Linked DNA regions of Dromaius novaehollandiae: region 2 is linked to region 1. The links are chromatin contacts, called in public Hi-C maps. All regions are on one chromosome and are shown on one strand. The core of a region is the stretch at or near the end of the contact, and the rest is flanking DNA. Distances in the headings are between cores, read along the strand shown. Region 1 holds the start of FBXO34 (F-box protein 34). Region 2 overlaps ATG14 (autophagy related 14).

Region 1 (7,046 bases), core at 814-3,313:
CCTAGCAATAAGTCCACTGACCAAAAAGTCCACACGACAGCCAAGAAAAGCAATCAGCAGGAACAAGAGCTCCGCACGCTTCCAAGGCTGAACTATCTTCTCATCAGAGGCTTGGGCCCAGTCCTACTTTTTTTTCCTTACAGATCGAACTACCGGTTGCAAGAAAAGCTGTTATCTGCACTGGAAGCAGGTATCAAACCCGCCTGTTAGGTGTTCGAGGTGGCCGGGGTCTGGCCAGCGCCACGCTGGGGTCCAGCTCTGCCGCGCGCTGCGGGATGGGCTCCCTGTTTTAAGGGACACATAAAGACGCTTCGTACACCTACAAGGAAATTACTTGCAGCTCGACAAGGCATTCACGTATGCGCACGATCCTGGTCTAAATAGGGGGAAAAAAAGAAGAGTTTTAAAGAGCATTTAGCAAAACATGAAGCGTTCCCTTCAACCTTTGCCTGGCTCTCCAATTAAATACGAAAGAAATGACTTAGTCATATCGAGCTTGCAAGAAGATTTTAAGACACTGGTATTAAATCAAATCCCACAACTTTTCACACCTATTAAAATGGGACCCTGTCACTCAGAGGGGAAATTTCAATATGTGTCGTGCAATTAACAGGCACCGTCTTTGTGAGCAGGCGGCTCCCTGACATTCCACTTCTTCCCCTCCAAGGCCCCGCGCCGGGGCGAATTTATGGGTTTACCACCTAAAAGGAGGAGCCGGGCACGTTACCTTCGCCGCGAGTCAATGAGGCTCTTTCAGCCGGGCCATGGGGAGGGAAGGCAATGCCAGGCGCTCCCTTTCCCTCCCCGCAGGACCCAAACCACCGCGCAGCACGCTCCCATCCCCTGCAGCAAGGCATTGGCCAGTTATTTAAATAAAATTAAAAATAAGAAAGGAATGAAAACACTGGAAAAAGCTTCAGGTTAGGATTTCAAGGGCAAAAACGCAACTTTGGTGCAATCGAAGCGGAGCTGCACGGGGAATTCTTCCGGTCCCTGAAGGCCAAGTCGCTCGGGCACAAGCAGGATTTCAGGGCTGCACTGTTGAAATCTGCTCAAATCGCTCAAAAACAGCGGAGAACTAGAGCAGTTTTTTCCTTCTTGGTAGTCAAGCAGTCACTGTGCTGCCACCGCGTTAAGCAGCAGCAACGTTAACCACCTCCAAGCATTTATGGGTTTAGACTTTGGACTTCCAAGACAACCGCCTGCCTCCAGGGTTGCGGATTTTCCCTTTTTTCTCCCCCCTGCAGACGGGGCAGCGCGCGGCGAAGAGCAACGCGGGGCGACACTGGGCATCGTGCCCAGCACGCGTGGCCCCGCCGGGCGCCCTAGGCCACGAGGCCGTGCCCACAACCGGCTCCGGCTAAGGGCGACGCTCGCCATCGCCCAGGGAGCCTCGGAGCGGGCGCTTTTGGGGGGCAGCAGCCCCCTTCCTTCACCCTCTTCCTCGCCGCCCGTCCTTCATCCTCCTCCTCGCCGCCCGGGCTGGACGCTGCCTTCCCCGAAGGAGGGAACCGGAGGCGCCGAGCGCGGAGAGACGCCGCAGCGAGGTGACAGCGCTTTTAACACCCCAAGATTCGGGCAACGACTTTTTTTTTTTTGATTTTTTCTTTTTTTTTTGGTAATTTCCTTCTTTTTTTCGGAAGGGGCCTCGGGCGCTCGCCCGGAGGCCCGCGAGGAGACGGCGGCGGGCGGAGGGGGGCCTCGGCGCCCCGCAGCGCGGCGCCCCCCTCCCCACCCCGCTCCGGGCCGCGGCCGGCTGCGCCCGCGCGGAGGCCCCGCGCTCGCGGAGGAGCCCCGCGGGCGGCCCGCCGCGAGCAGGCCCGACCACCGCCGCCATGGCCCGCGGGGCCCGCTCGCCGCCCCGCTGCCCTCCGCCGCCGCCGCCCCCAGCCCCGGCCCCGGCGCGCCGCGAGCTGCCTACCCGGTGCGGCGCGGAGGCGGCGTCCCGGCGGCGCGGAGCTGCGCGGAGCCGCCTGCGCGGGCTCGGCGGCGCGGCCGGATCCCCCCCCCTGCGCCGAGCGGCGGCGGCGGCGGCGGGAGGGGCCGCGGCGGCCGCGCCAATCCGCGCCCGGGGCGGGACGGGACGGCGCCGGGGCCGGGCCGCGCCGCGCCGCCCTGGGGGCCGCGGCCGCTCCCGCGCGTGGCCGCCCCGCCGCGTCGCGCAACGCCCTGCTGACGGGTGGGAGGCCGCTCTTCAGCCCGGCCCGACCCCCCCCCCCCCCCGGGCTGGGGGTTACTGGTTGCACTGGGAGCAGGAGCGAAACGCAGAGAAAACGCGCGGGGAAACGGGGAACAACGCGTTGGTGGCCTGAGCCTAGGAGTTTGGGTGGGCTGGGGCCTCCCCCCTCCCCGAAAGAGGGTTGGGGGACCCGGGGTGGCCACCGAGGAGCCACGGTGGCAGCAGCAGGGCTCTGTGGCAGACGGAGGTGGCCGGTTGCTGTGGCACGCGGCAGGGCGGCCGCGGGGAGAGTGCCTGCTCCGCTTGACGTGAGGCCACGAGACCATCTCGAGGCCCTGCTGAGGCCGAAAAGCAGGGTAACTGCATCAGCGCAGCACCGCGCCGCGGTGTTTAGTCCAGGGCCGATTAGCCAAGGCCCGGGGTCGCGTTAACGTGGCAGCTCAGATGGCCGAGACGAATTGCCCAGAGCCTCTAGAGTCCTCGACTGTGGCCACCACATACAGAGAGGACAGGAGGGAAGATGGAGGTGAAACAACTTCCAAAGGTCAAATACCGGCTCAGTGACAGGACTGAAAGCAGAACCTAGGGCTCCTCATCTCTGCCGTGTTTCCTCTGGACGGTAGCAGAACCCCAGGAGAACGAAGGGATTTTGCTATCGATGACCCAGGAGGCTGTTGCGTTCAAGGGGAAAGATCGTACAGGCACACTGCTATACAATTGCAGTGATTTTTTTGTACACGTAGAAAAGAATTTCTTTTTACTAGCGCTGCATCACAGCTCAGTGACTGTTACACGCAAGGACAAGATATCACCAGCTGACTTAAAGGCAAATGAAATACGTGTCCTGTAATACTAAAGCCCCCACAGCTCTATGGCCCCAATCTTTTGTTTTACGTTGATAAAGACAGCTGAATGTCATTTGCTGCTAAGTGACTTCTAATGATTAAATAACCTTTCTCTCTCCCCTCCCCTCCCAGGACATTTGGTGATAATATAAGGAAGATTTTGTATATTGTTTAGCTTACAGGGCCATCTGGCACTTTTGCATTTCAGTAGCCTTGAACATTGAAAAAACAATAGATAAAGAAAAACTGTCCTATCTTATCAGCAACCTGGAGAAGTTTAACTCTGTCAGAAGTACATAGGATTAGCCAAGTCACTATAACTCTTTTATAGTTTCCATCTTCGTTAATGGTCATATTCCTCAAAGCTTTCCATTGTTGTGCTCGCAACCAGGCTGTTCCTTATCTCCTTTGCATTTGTTTTAGCTGTGAAACAACTCCAGCGATCACATCCAGCCTCCATACCAGAAGTGCTGCTTCTGGGCAATGGAGACACAAGAGAGACATGCTGAGAAAAGATGTGTACTGTTTTAACCCAAAATAAAAACTAAAATTACTGCAAGTCTTGTCTAAGCTAGGGAAAAGGATGCTCTTTTCAAATAAAAACTCGAAGGTCCTGGCCTAACTCAACTACTAGCCCGCTTGACACTGATGAGATACAGTCTAATACCACTGTACTAAGCAGCTTCTTCATCTGCTTTTGCTAAAGGGGATGAAAATATAACTTACCTAATGCACCCACTCCAAACAATTCTTAGAAAAAACCAGAAAGCGGGTCTCAATTCAAAAATGGCTTATGGGTGCTTAAAAATGTGATGCAGTAGCATCTAAGTGTTCGGTATCAGGCTGCCAGAGTGGAAGGTAATACCCGGGCTCAGGTACCTTGCTTCTCCATTTAAAGCCTGGAGAGCGTTAGACACCTCACAAGGGCAAGTGAAAAATCCCACATGGTCAACAGAGACCTGGTTGCAGGAAACATCAGAAAGGGGGATCTGTGCGGCCTGCTCCGCAGAGCCAGAATCTGGGTGTTTCCGTCAGCTTGGAGTCCCAGGGCTGCACACACGGGTTTAGGAGTCTACCGGTGCTCTTTGAAAGAGCAGAGCCAGGTTACTGTTTTCTTTTTAACACTGTGAGCTGCAGAGATTACATTTGATGCAGTTTCTTGCATGCACTAATCTGGATGTTGGAGCAAATACCCAAGAAAGGGAAGGTTTTCTCCATGCTCTCTTTCTCCCGGTGAGAGTCCAAATGTGTGTCTCCCACACGTGTGGGCCCAGCCTACAGATGAGGCCGAGACACCAGGGTAGGGGTGAGCGATTGTCCCATGCTCATATTAAAAACGTGCTACCGTTCAGAATGAACCCCCCCAAAAAACAGAGCAAGAAAACGCAACGGAAGGCATAACTGGGCTTCCTAGTTGTTAGAGGATAGTGATTTAGCCTCTGTTTTCTGCTCCTAGAATTTGTTGTGTTTTTTTAAACTAGTGAGCGGTGCTGTAATGGTTTTGCTGCGCAGCCCTCAATCAAGAGGCTATCGGAGGAGGAGGAGGAGGAGGAGGGCTACCTTGTACCCTCTGCAGCAACAAGCAGTGCTCCACGTGCAGTCGCTTGCTTACAGCAGCCTTCCTCCAACACTTGGAAAGCAGCAAGCACGCGACGCTGTGGGCTACAGCTTTACAATTCCATTTGCCTGAAATTTCACCAAAAATGTATTCAGAAATGCTAATTATTTCAGAGCGCAGTTCGGGGACAGTTTCCCCTACACACTCTGTATTGCTCCCCAATAGGGTGCCTTTATGCAGGGATAAGGAGAATTACCCTTAAAATGAACAATATCCCACGTGAAAGAATAAAAGAGTAGGAAGACCAAATGAGCAGATTTCCACATAACGTATCTTCTTGGTACAAAATGTATCTGGGAATGACAGTTATAATGTCAAGAAACAGAAAATTCAGATGGGTTCTCAAAGCTCCAGTGGCTAAGATAAAAGCCTAATATCATATTATTATTATATCATATTATCATCAGGAGTGTATGGAAATGACACAGTCTTTCAGGCATGTATAACATCTGTAAGGGATAATGCCTTTATACATTCATGTTGCCTGTTTATCTATATTAAATGCTAATATATCCATTCCTCTTAACAGTAGAATCGGTAGCAATCATAAACTGGGCTGCAAAAATACCATTGCTGCGTTTTATTTCAAAGTGACATTGGAACACTGCAAAATCAGGGCATTATTCAAATACACCGGGACCCTTGCGGCGACCTAGATAGAGTTACTGGAAGGTGTAATTGCAGGACGTTAAGTACACCCATTCTGGCTTTAACCTAGCTAGCTCAGGTAACGCCGCTAGTGAAGATGCATGGCAGAGTCTCGGCTCGCCAGCCCACGGCCGGGCGCTCAGGTTACTAGCGGGCGCTGAAGCCTGTCCTGCTGTGTTATCACTGATGTTGTTATATGAGCTGGTTAGATTAAAGCCTAGGCATTACGGCAGTCTCACTTCCTAAATGCAGCGTCATCGTCCACACAAGTGGAAATCAGCCCAGCAAATGGCTCAGGCTACGCACTCGGAGGAGCAAACGAGTATTTTTTCAATATATAGGAATTTTTCAGGTTCAGGCACAGAATAAGTAAGAACAAAGGATTTTTGGTTCGAAAGGCACTCCCAAACTCACTCTTTTCTGAAACTAGCAGTTCAGCACGACCCAAATCACTGGACTATATCCTGATATCCTAAGGCAGAACTGTTGAATGCCCTCAAATTCCACTGATTCGGGGAAAAAAGGAGAGTAACGAAAAGCAGCAAACCCTCACAACCTCATTGTGTTGGACTAAGCGGGCAGATTCTCTACAAACTACCGTTGCTCTGTTGTTTAATTGGACTTTTTTTATGCCACCGGGGAATCTGGCCCAATGGCATTCAATCAATAGCTCCAAACTAATCTTTTGTTATCATATAATAAGTTAACGATTTCAGCATGAGTCAGGATTTTCCGAGTTTCCAAATCTTTGCTGACCCCCCCCCAGCAGTCAATACAGGGAAACGGAGGGCGACATTTCTTTGACTGCTCCATTCTGTGCTGCACGGAGCCAATCTTAAATGATGCTGTCTTTTTCTTCTTTCTTTTTTGCTTTCTTCGTTCACTGTAATCGTGTTCTTACAAAAACACACAGACATTTTAGAGATTAACGGCACATCCCTCCTGACAGCTTCGTAGCGTGCTGCCCTGCTTTGACCGCTGGCATTTCAAAGCGCGGTGCAACGCTGCACGCAGCTTGCATTTGCACGCCGCTTGCAAGGCCAGCTTGCCCTCTGCTCCTCCTTCCTTTACGATTATGCCTAGTGCTTAGCAGTTTCCTGTTTGGCAATAGCCTTTTTTCTTTTTTTTTTCCTTTTTTTTTGACACGCTGTCTACATTTTTGCAGTGCCCCCAAGCGGCTGGCTTTTGCAGTAACATTTTCATTTTGATTTTTTTGCATTTTTCATAAAAAAACAATCAATCTTCCTGCGCATGAGAATCACAGGAGTCGCAAGTCACCCCTGCAAAGCGGAGAGTCGCTATAATGCAGGTACGGCAGGAACTAAGGGGTGCGAGCGCCTGTGCACATAAGGTGTCAGATTAAAAGCGGAGGATATACATATATATATATACACACACACACACTATATGCTGCAAGCGGCACCCAAGGCTTTTTGACCCCGTCGCGCCACCGTACAGCGGGGAGCAGCGCCCCTGCGGAAGGCCAGGATGCACCGCCCATAGGCCCCCCTCCCCGCGCGCCCAATGAGCGGCAAGCGGGAGGAGGCGGGTTTCTCAGAGCAGCCAATGGGAATCAAGGGCGGCGATGACGCTGACCAGTAAGCAACCCGCTCCGGGGTTGCCAATCAACGGTCGGCTGGGAGCGGCCCAATGAGAGCCCGCGGGCCGGCCGGGGCTGTCCAATGAGCTTCGCCAGGTGAGATTTGAAAGTGAGCCGTGGCGGGCGGCGCCGAGGGGCGGACGGCGGCTGAGGTGA
Region 2 (7,234 bases), core at 1,753-4,252, 44 kb before region 1:
TGTAAACTCCAGCTGTGATGAAAAAAAATTAGGTTTTTAATGTCTATGTAGAGCAGATGGGATCTGTACAGAAGTACTGAGGAAGCTGTGGACTTGGTCAGTCTTTCAGGGGTCTCAGCTCTGCTGTTGAGATTCTTCAAGTGTTTAGAACAACAGTTGCCCAAGCGAGGGCGCAAAAGTTGTACGGGATCACGGTAGATTTTTATCTTATGATTTGGGTGCTCAGTCTCCTCAGAAGGAAAGGATTTGGAACAGGATATGAACTGAGATTTAAAAGGAGAGCCAAAATAGTTTGGCTGCAACAGACCTTTCTGAGTCTGCATGCTGTTCAGATCACTTGCCCTGTAGAAATCAGCGAGACTAGGGCAAGCAGGGCTTGTTGGGGAAATGCTAACAATCCTACAAGGTGAAAAACACTCATCTCCTGAGCACGCTAAAACTGGCTGTACAATTTAAACAAGTGCTCACTACAAGAATGTTTACTCCATGGTATGTTAAGAAGCCAGGCTGCAAAATGCTGATGTCTTCAGTCAGTGCATTTTCATAGTGTTTTGCTCTGTGTGTGTGTATGTGCACACGTGTGTGTGTGTGTGCATGCGGTCTTTCAACAGCGAGTTCTGTGGAGAGAATCTCAGCAGACACAGGTTCATGCGGGCAGTGAAGAAGCTGAATGCTAATATCCTTCACCTTTGTTTCTCTCAGGTAGGATGAATGTACATTTGGATTCTTTAAATAGCTTTTAAAATATGAACTGTGACTGCAGGTTTCCTCCAGTAACTGATGATGTCTTTTTTTCTTGCCTTCCCCTTGGTAGCATGTAAATTTAGATCTGTTGCACCCACTGCATACGCTCAGGAACCTTATGTACCTGGTCAGCCCAGACACTGAGAACTTGGGCAGGTAAGAAGAGCAGTATTGATGCCCCTGTGACTGAATTGCTTTTGGAGTTATGCATTTGCCTTGTTATTTATGTGGGAAATCCTCCCCTTTTGCTGCACCTATGGATGAGTCCTCCCCAGCACATCAGAAATCAGGGTGGTTGCAAGAAGACAGGAGAGGGCAGAAAATAGGATCTTAGTGAGAAATTAGATTTCAGAGATCTCTGTACACTGTACTTCTGCATACGGCAGGCTCAGCTGGAGAATTTGTGACTAACTTTATGGACTTGATGTTTGCTCTGGGCCCAGAAACAGGAACTCCTTTCCTCTGGATGACAGCAACACACGCCCCAGGCAGTCTCTTTGTGTGCCAGATACGACTGTAATCACATCTTGCCAATGTATAAATATCTAAGAGCATCCAGTAGTATAAACCCTAAAACTAATACTGGGTAAGGCTTGCACAAAATACCTCTGATCAGTGAGCCCCATAGGCCAAAGTCCGCTCTTCCAATAATACTAATTTTTATGTAAATTAAGATTAAAGACAACTTTTCAGTTAATTTAGTAGGCAATGTAAAGAACACCCGTTACTGCAGGCTGCATGCACCAGGTCTAATATTCATTTTATTACAGCTTAGGTATAAAAAAAGCTAGCAGCATTGATTTCCTCTCGTGATAGTCCAGTCACAAGTGACTTGTGCCTGGGACAGTCTCTAGATATTAGTTAGATCTGAGGACTGCTTTATCCCCCTCAAACACGTACGTGTTCTGACATTTACTTTTTGACCTTGTTCTTGCTTTTATTTAAAAGCCTGCAGTGCCACTAAGATGAACTGAATTCATGTCTCTCAGAACTTAGTTGTGTTCTTTGGTTATATCCCGACTGGTTTGAACCAAAGGCAAGGGGAGGCAAATCCCTCTCACACAGCTCAGTTTGGAAAAAGAGGTGCTTGCTGCTGCTTGTCTGAAAGCAAGGGAATTGCAGGAAATACCTGGCGAATGAAAAACTATGTTCTAGAAAGTAGTTACTGTAAAGGATCCAAGTGCCACAGTCTACTCACTTCTCTGTGTGACTGTTACCAAGCTTCACAGGCATCTACAGGGTCCACATAGCAAAAGAAGAGGTTATGGGAAAGAGTAAAAAGATCCCTGGAGAAAATACCTGCCAGGGAGGGAAAGTTTAAACTTTTAAAAACTCTTTTAGCTCATTAAAGATGAGATTGAGAGATGACTTGATTTCCACACCTTCATGGGGAAGAAAATGGAGGCTACTGAATGGCATCTTAGTCCTGCAGAGAGGAGCGTAAACACCATTGGAGGCAGAGTCTGAGCTAAATTGAAATGAGGCATATGCTTTTAACACAGATTAATTATCTGCAAGAGTGAAGGTGGAGATTCTCCATTTCCTGATGTTTCCCAGTCAAGGCTCAATGAGTTTCTGGAATAGATGCTTTCATCCATTTCATCAAGTTACTGGGCTCAGGACAGGGGGAACTGGATGGAATTTAACGGCTGTTGTTATATAGGAGGTCACAGTAGATGATATTATGGTCCCTTCTGGCCTTAAACCTGATGACTCTCTTCTGATGTTCCCTTGTTAAGCAAAATGCTTTGCCAGAAAGCAGCGCTCCTGTTCCTTTTTACATTATGAAAGAGGAGTGTTTAATTTCTCAACTGCCTGCAAAGTTTGCAGCAACCAGCTGTCTTTATTTTGCTTTAGGTATCTAGGTTTGTAGTTGCCTGATAGTTTCCTCTATAAGCTCCTGTTTTCAGATGTGTGTAATATTACCAAGCTTTTATCGTTTAGATTAAAATTTTCTATCCTAAATGATTGTTTCAGGCTTCTCCAAACAAGGCTGGAGAAACACTCTTTCATCCATGCTCAATTCTTGCTCCTGTTTCACTGAGGATCTGTAGGAGCTTTGTGCTTTGGAATGAAATTTGACAGAGGCTCTGCTTGCTGTAGGAGATAAACCTTTCACTGACTGTGAAAATCCGATTGTGGGTTATGGACTGCTGAAACTGTTTGCAGATGCTCGGCGAAGACTTCTTAGATGTTGACTCCAGGGTCCCTGTGTTTTAGTGCAAGGCTGTGGGACTGGGCAGGATGCAATTGCTTCTCCTACCAGGCAGCGGCAGCAGAGAACTCGCACAGTCACAGGACAGCTGAGGTTGGCAGGGGCCTCTGGAGCTCGTTTAGTCCAAGTTCCCTCTCAGAGCAGGTTATTCAGGATCATGCCCTGACAAGTTTTGAATATCTCAAGTGATGGAGACTCCACAACCTCACTGGGCAACTTTTTCCAGTGTTTGACCACCCTCACAGTAAAAAAAAGATTTTTTCTTTGCACTTAAGTGCTTTCAGTTCTCCCATACTGGCACTTGGGCAGCCTGTGGTGTCAAGGGCAGAAAGCCCTAAGTGCTGGTTGAAGGTAGGTTCCACTAGCAGGTTTGCCTGGTCCTGCTTACAGGGAAGTGCTGCTGTGGGTAGTCTCCACTAGTGGATTCTGCCAGCCCAGCTCTGTAAGTTGTGAACTGCACCCTCCCCCTTGCTGACAGAGCTGCAGCAGTCTTGGCATGGCCAGAGCTCGTTTTAAAAATAAAAGCTGTTCTACATCAAGCTGAGATTTCCACTCGTGGAATTGTGAGTTATTATCAATAGCTCGTGTGTGTGACTATCCACTGCCAAAGTAAAACAGCTCTTCCGCCGTTCCTGCTCAGTGGATTGGAACCCAGCTATCGCTTCCTTGGCCAACTGTTTTCATTCTACCATTGTCATAATACAGTTATCTCTGCAGCCAGTGAATTTCTCCTTGCCAACTGATAAACACAGAGGTTTTAATTACTATAGGCATGACACACACACCAGGCTGCTTTGGCATGCCTGGGACTCATACCAGTGAGGTGACGTTCCCTCTCTCGCGTTGTACTGGAAGGACTGACAGCATTGTGTCCGTGTTCGCAGGTCTGGGCCTTTTGAAATTAGTGCTGATCTTGAAGACTCCATGGAGTTTGTGGATCCCAGTGCCACTGGTGAAACAGATGAGAGCGGAGACGAGCACGTCAGTGATGAAGAGACGGATCTAGGGACAGACTGGGAGAACCTGCCGAGCCCTAGGTTCTGCGATATCCCCTCGCAGCAGGTGGAGATGCTCCAGAGTCAGAGTACGCAGGTATCTCAGCCCATCGCCAGCAGCAGCGCTGGTGGAATGATCTCTTCTGCTGCTGCGTCGGTGACCTCATGGTTTAAGGCGTACACTGGACATCGTTAATGAGCATGGGAAAAGGATCATAGGATTTGTGGAAGGAATCCCTCCCTGACAATACTGTAGTAAACCTTACATATTCAGTTAAGTAGTGCCTGGAACAAAGAAAAGGTCAGACTTTGATTTTGTAAACCAGAAAAACCTTTTTATTTACCCAAGATGACTGTGACAGTACCATTTTGTAAATTAGCTAGCTACGTACTTCTGACTGATTCTGTGACGGCACTTTGTGTCTTGGTTCTGTCTGCATTGTTGAGTATTGAAGAAAAAGGACCCAGCAGCCGCCTGCTTTACCTTCTAAAGAAGAAACGGATTTTGGAGTATTTGGATTAGAATGAGTACAGGAAGAAGGCTGCTCAATATTCAGTCTGGACAGTGGTGCAAATGCAGTTCACATTTTCTTAACTCCTTACAGGGTTTTTGTTTGTGTGTTTTAAATCTGTCTTGCATAATGCAAAAATGCATATTTCTAAATTTTTTTCATTCAGGACATGACAATTATGCATTTTTAACATGTTTTCTAATCTCTGTTGCCATATTTTTAATACAAAGAATCAGCATGGACAGGAATTCACACAGCAAATTGCTCTTGTTTTAATTTGGTTGTGGATCTTTACCCAGTTTTGCAGTGGAAAACTGGTTCGTTTCATGCTGTTTCCAGTGATCGGTAGTCTAGAAGTTTCATGTTGTGCTGTCCAAAGCACACACAGGCTCTTTACTCTTAATATCATACACCAAAGAAACACTGGACATTTTCTTAGCTAGACCCACATTTGACGCCGATACAGAAGGATTGCGTTGCTGCAATAATATTTGTCAGTCAGAACACCACGTTGCCACTTCTTATTATAAAACCTCATTTCAAGCTAGTTTAATGAAGTCACTTGTTCTCCACACTATATGCATTTTAAACCCTATTCTATTTTATGTTTATGGTGGGGTTTTTTTCTTGTTTACCTAATGCCAAGAAGTTGATTTCATTTCACTGCAGAAATGCTCACAGCGCAGTTGGCTTGCTTGTAAAACTGCAGGAGGTGTGATCCTGACAGATGCGTTCATTAACAAGTGCTCCTCCACTTCCTCTGCCTTTGGGTATGTATTACTTAAAGATGGGTTTGCTCAGTGAGGCTTCCAATGTATGGTTTACATTTTATAGTTGGAACATTTTACTTCTCCGTGGGGTAAACTAATGTAAAAGCAGCCTCCCATCCCTCCAAGATGGAAGACTTCTGCCTCTCTTCCCTGTAATTTTCCCATGGCGACACGGCTCGTAACGTGGAGCGCTGCGAGGCTGCACTGAGTGATGCATGAGCCGCATCCCTGGCGTCGGGCAGCGCCCTGGTGCGTGTTTCAGATACCGGCTCTGGGCCAGCTTAGCCTGCTGCCTTGTTCAGTGCTGAGTGGTTTGCGGTGGTTTTGCTCTGGCCAGCAAAAGGAGACGTGTGCTTCCTACAGGGCCCATCAGCGCTGCCTCCTGTCTCCACTGAGGAGGGGTTGAGAAAGCAATTTGCATACTAATGCTTGTGTGCGCCAGGGTGCCGCTCAATACTGCGTCTCCCAGCCCCCCAGTCTCATGTGGCAGCTCTTTCTCTTCGGCCTTGGGGACGGGGATTTGGTGTCGGTAGATTTTTTTTCTTTTCTTTTTTCTTTTTTTCTTTCTTTTCTTTTCTTTTTTTTTTAAACCAAAGACCCTTAACTCCATACTAACAGCGCATATGTTGTTAGATGAAGACATCCTCAGTCCTACAACTGTTTTGGTCTAAATCCAATAGTTAGGTTTGTTTTGGGAAACAAGACAGTTAAGAGAATAGCTAAGACTCCTCGACTACTGTAGTCTGAACTGGGACTATGCCCCCCGTCCCTGAACCGCCAGGGCTCTCTCCGGGGACGGGGACTGTCGGCTTTGGTTACCGTTCAGTTAACGGCACTTTACTTAGTTGCAGCTATCGGATTCTTTGCAGTTCTGAGCAACCAGCACATACTCATGAGTACTGTATATTGGGCTCTTAGCGTCTTACAACCCTTTCTGTTTCCCCAGTTATTTTGCACTGGACTCCACCATCTAAATTTTTTTTTAAGCACATTTCAGTTGCTCTTTCATTGCTGCCTTTGTGCTACTTAAAACCCCTAGAGGCCAGGCCATGATTCAGCTTTGTATGCTTTCATTTTCTTACTTTACAAAACTAACAGACACCTTTTTAAGCCATATTAACTTCACAACCATCATGTTTTCCAAATAATTTATTTGCAACCATGTAATATTCTGAAAGTGCACAAAGGCATTGCAAGGATGTTAAAATGCATTGGGATAGGTCCTTTCGAGAAATGTTTTTGTAACAGAATACAGGTTGTGTTTTTTTAAAAGTGTTTTTGCACATGTGTAGCTAAGGAAAAAAATGTGTGTGTCCAAAACTTGAGTGCAATTGACAGGATTTGTTTTATAGGTTGTTTTTTGGGGGAGGGGGGAGGGAGGGAAAGAACATCCGTAATTACAGATATTTGAAGACAGCCAGCTGAGAGTTTACAAAACAATTTGCGTAGCATGAATGCAGGAATTTCAACTTAGGCCGTGACTTTTGTCCGTGACCAGTGATCTGGTGTGGCAAATTTGAGCTGCCAAGGAAGGGCCTGATTTTGAGAGCCCATCCCTCTGTTGAAAATCAGGTGCCTTTGAAGGGTCACAGATGGGGTATCTAACGGTTGCTAGTCACCTGCAAAAACTCTGGGCCTCTCTCTCTGCAACTTCCGAACTAGATGTAACTAAACACAAATGGTTTTTTTTCTAAATTTTATTGTATTATTGCAATAAATCTTTAACAGAAATTTTTTAAAGTTGTATATTTATAATTGTTACTTCTGTGTGGTTTGTTTTTTAAACCTGCTGGGGAAAGTATACAAGAATTTCCAGCCTTCAAAATGTCCCAGGCATCCAACCCTGTCACAGTTAACTTACAGTGTGGTCATGAAGTGGTAAAATATGCAATACTGATTTTAAAAAACTCTTACATAAAATACCTGCATTGACACACACATGTACGTATATGTAAACTGGCAGATTTCTCATGTAGGCCAGCTGTGGACTATATGCTG

The links. A called contact is a pair of places that touch in the nucleus more often than the background predicts.
Region 2: a Hi-C map of liver shows a contact between it and region 1, with 9 times the contacts expected there. The contact joins the enhancer-like site here to the promoter of FBXO34 in region 1. A contact is called at or near these places in 3 of 4 Hi-C or Micro-C datasets (brain, liver and ovary).

Annotation. Positions count from the first base shown.
Region 1 is chr5:5,283,767-5,290,812 of bDroNov1.hap1, reverse strand. FBXO34 (F-box protein 34) reads right to left here and starts at 2,063. Exons shown (of 3, transcript XM_064511868.1): 1 at 1,922-2,063. It overlaps DLGAP5 (DLG associated protein 5), which reads left to right and starts at 6,908. Exons shown (of 19, transcript XM_064511863.1): 1 at 6,908-7,042.
Region 2 is chr5:5,328,724-5,335,957 of bDroNov1.hap1, reverse strand. It overlaps ATG14 (autophagy related 14), which reads left to right. Exons shown (of 10, transcript XM_026100040.2): 8 at 612-702; 9 at 815-900; 10 at 3,844-6,982. The coding sequence ends at 4,150. Among named protein-coding and RNA genes, the nearest start is that of ATG14, 17 kb to the left of the region's middle. Within about 2 kb of position 3,002, at least 2 of the 2 cell types and tissues checked have open chromatin away from gene starts, as enhancers often do.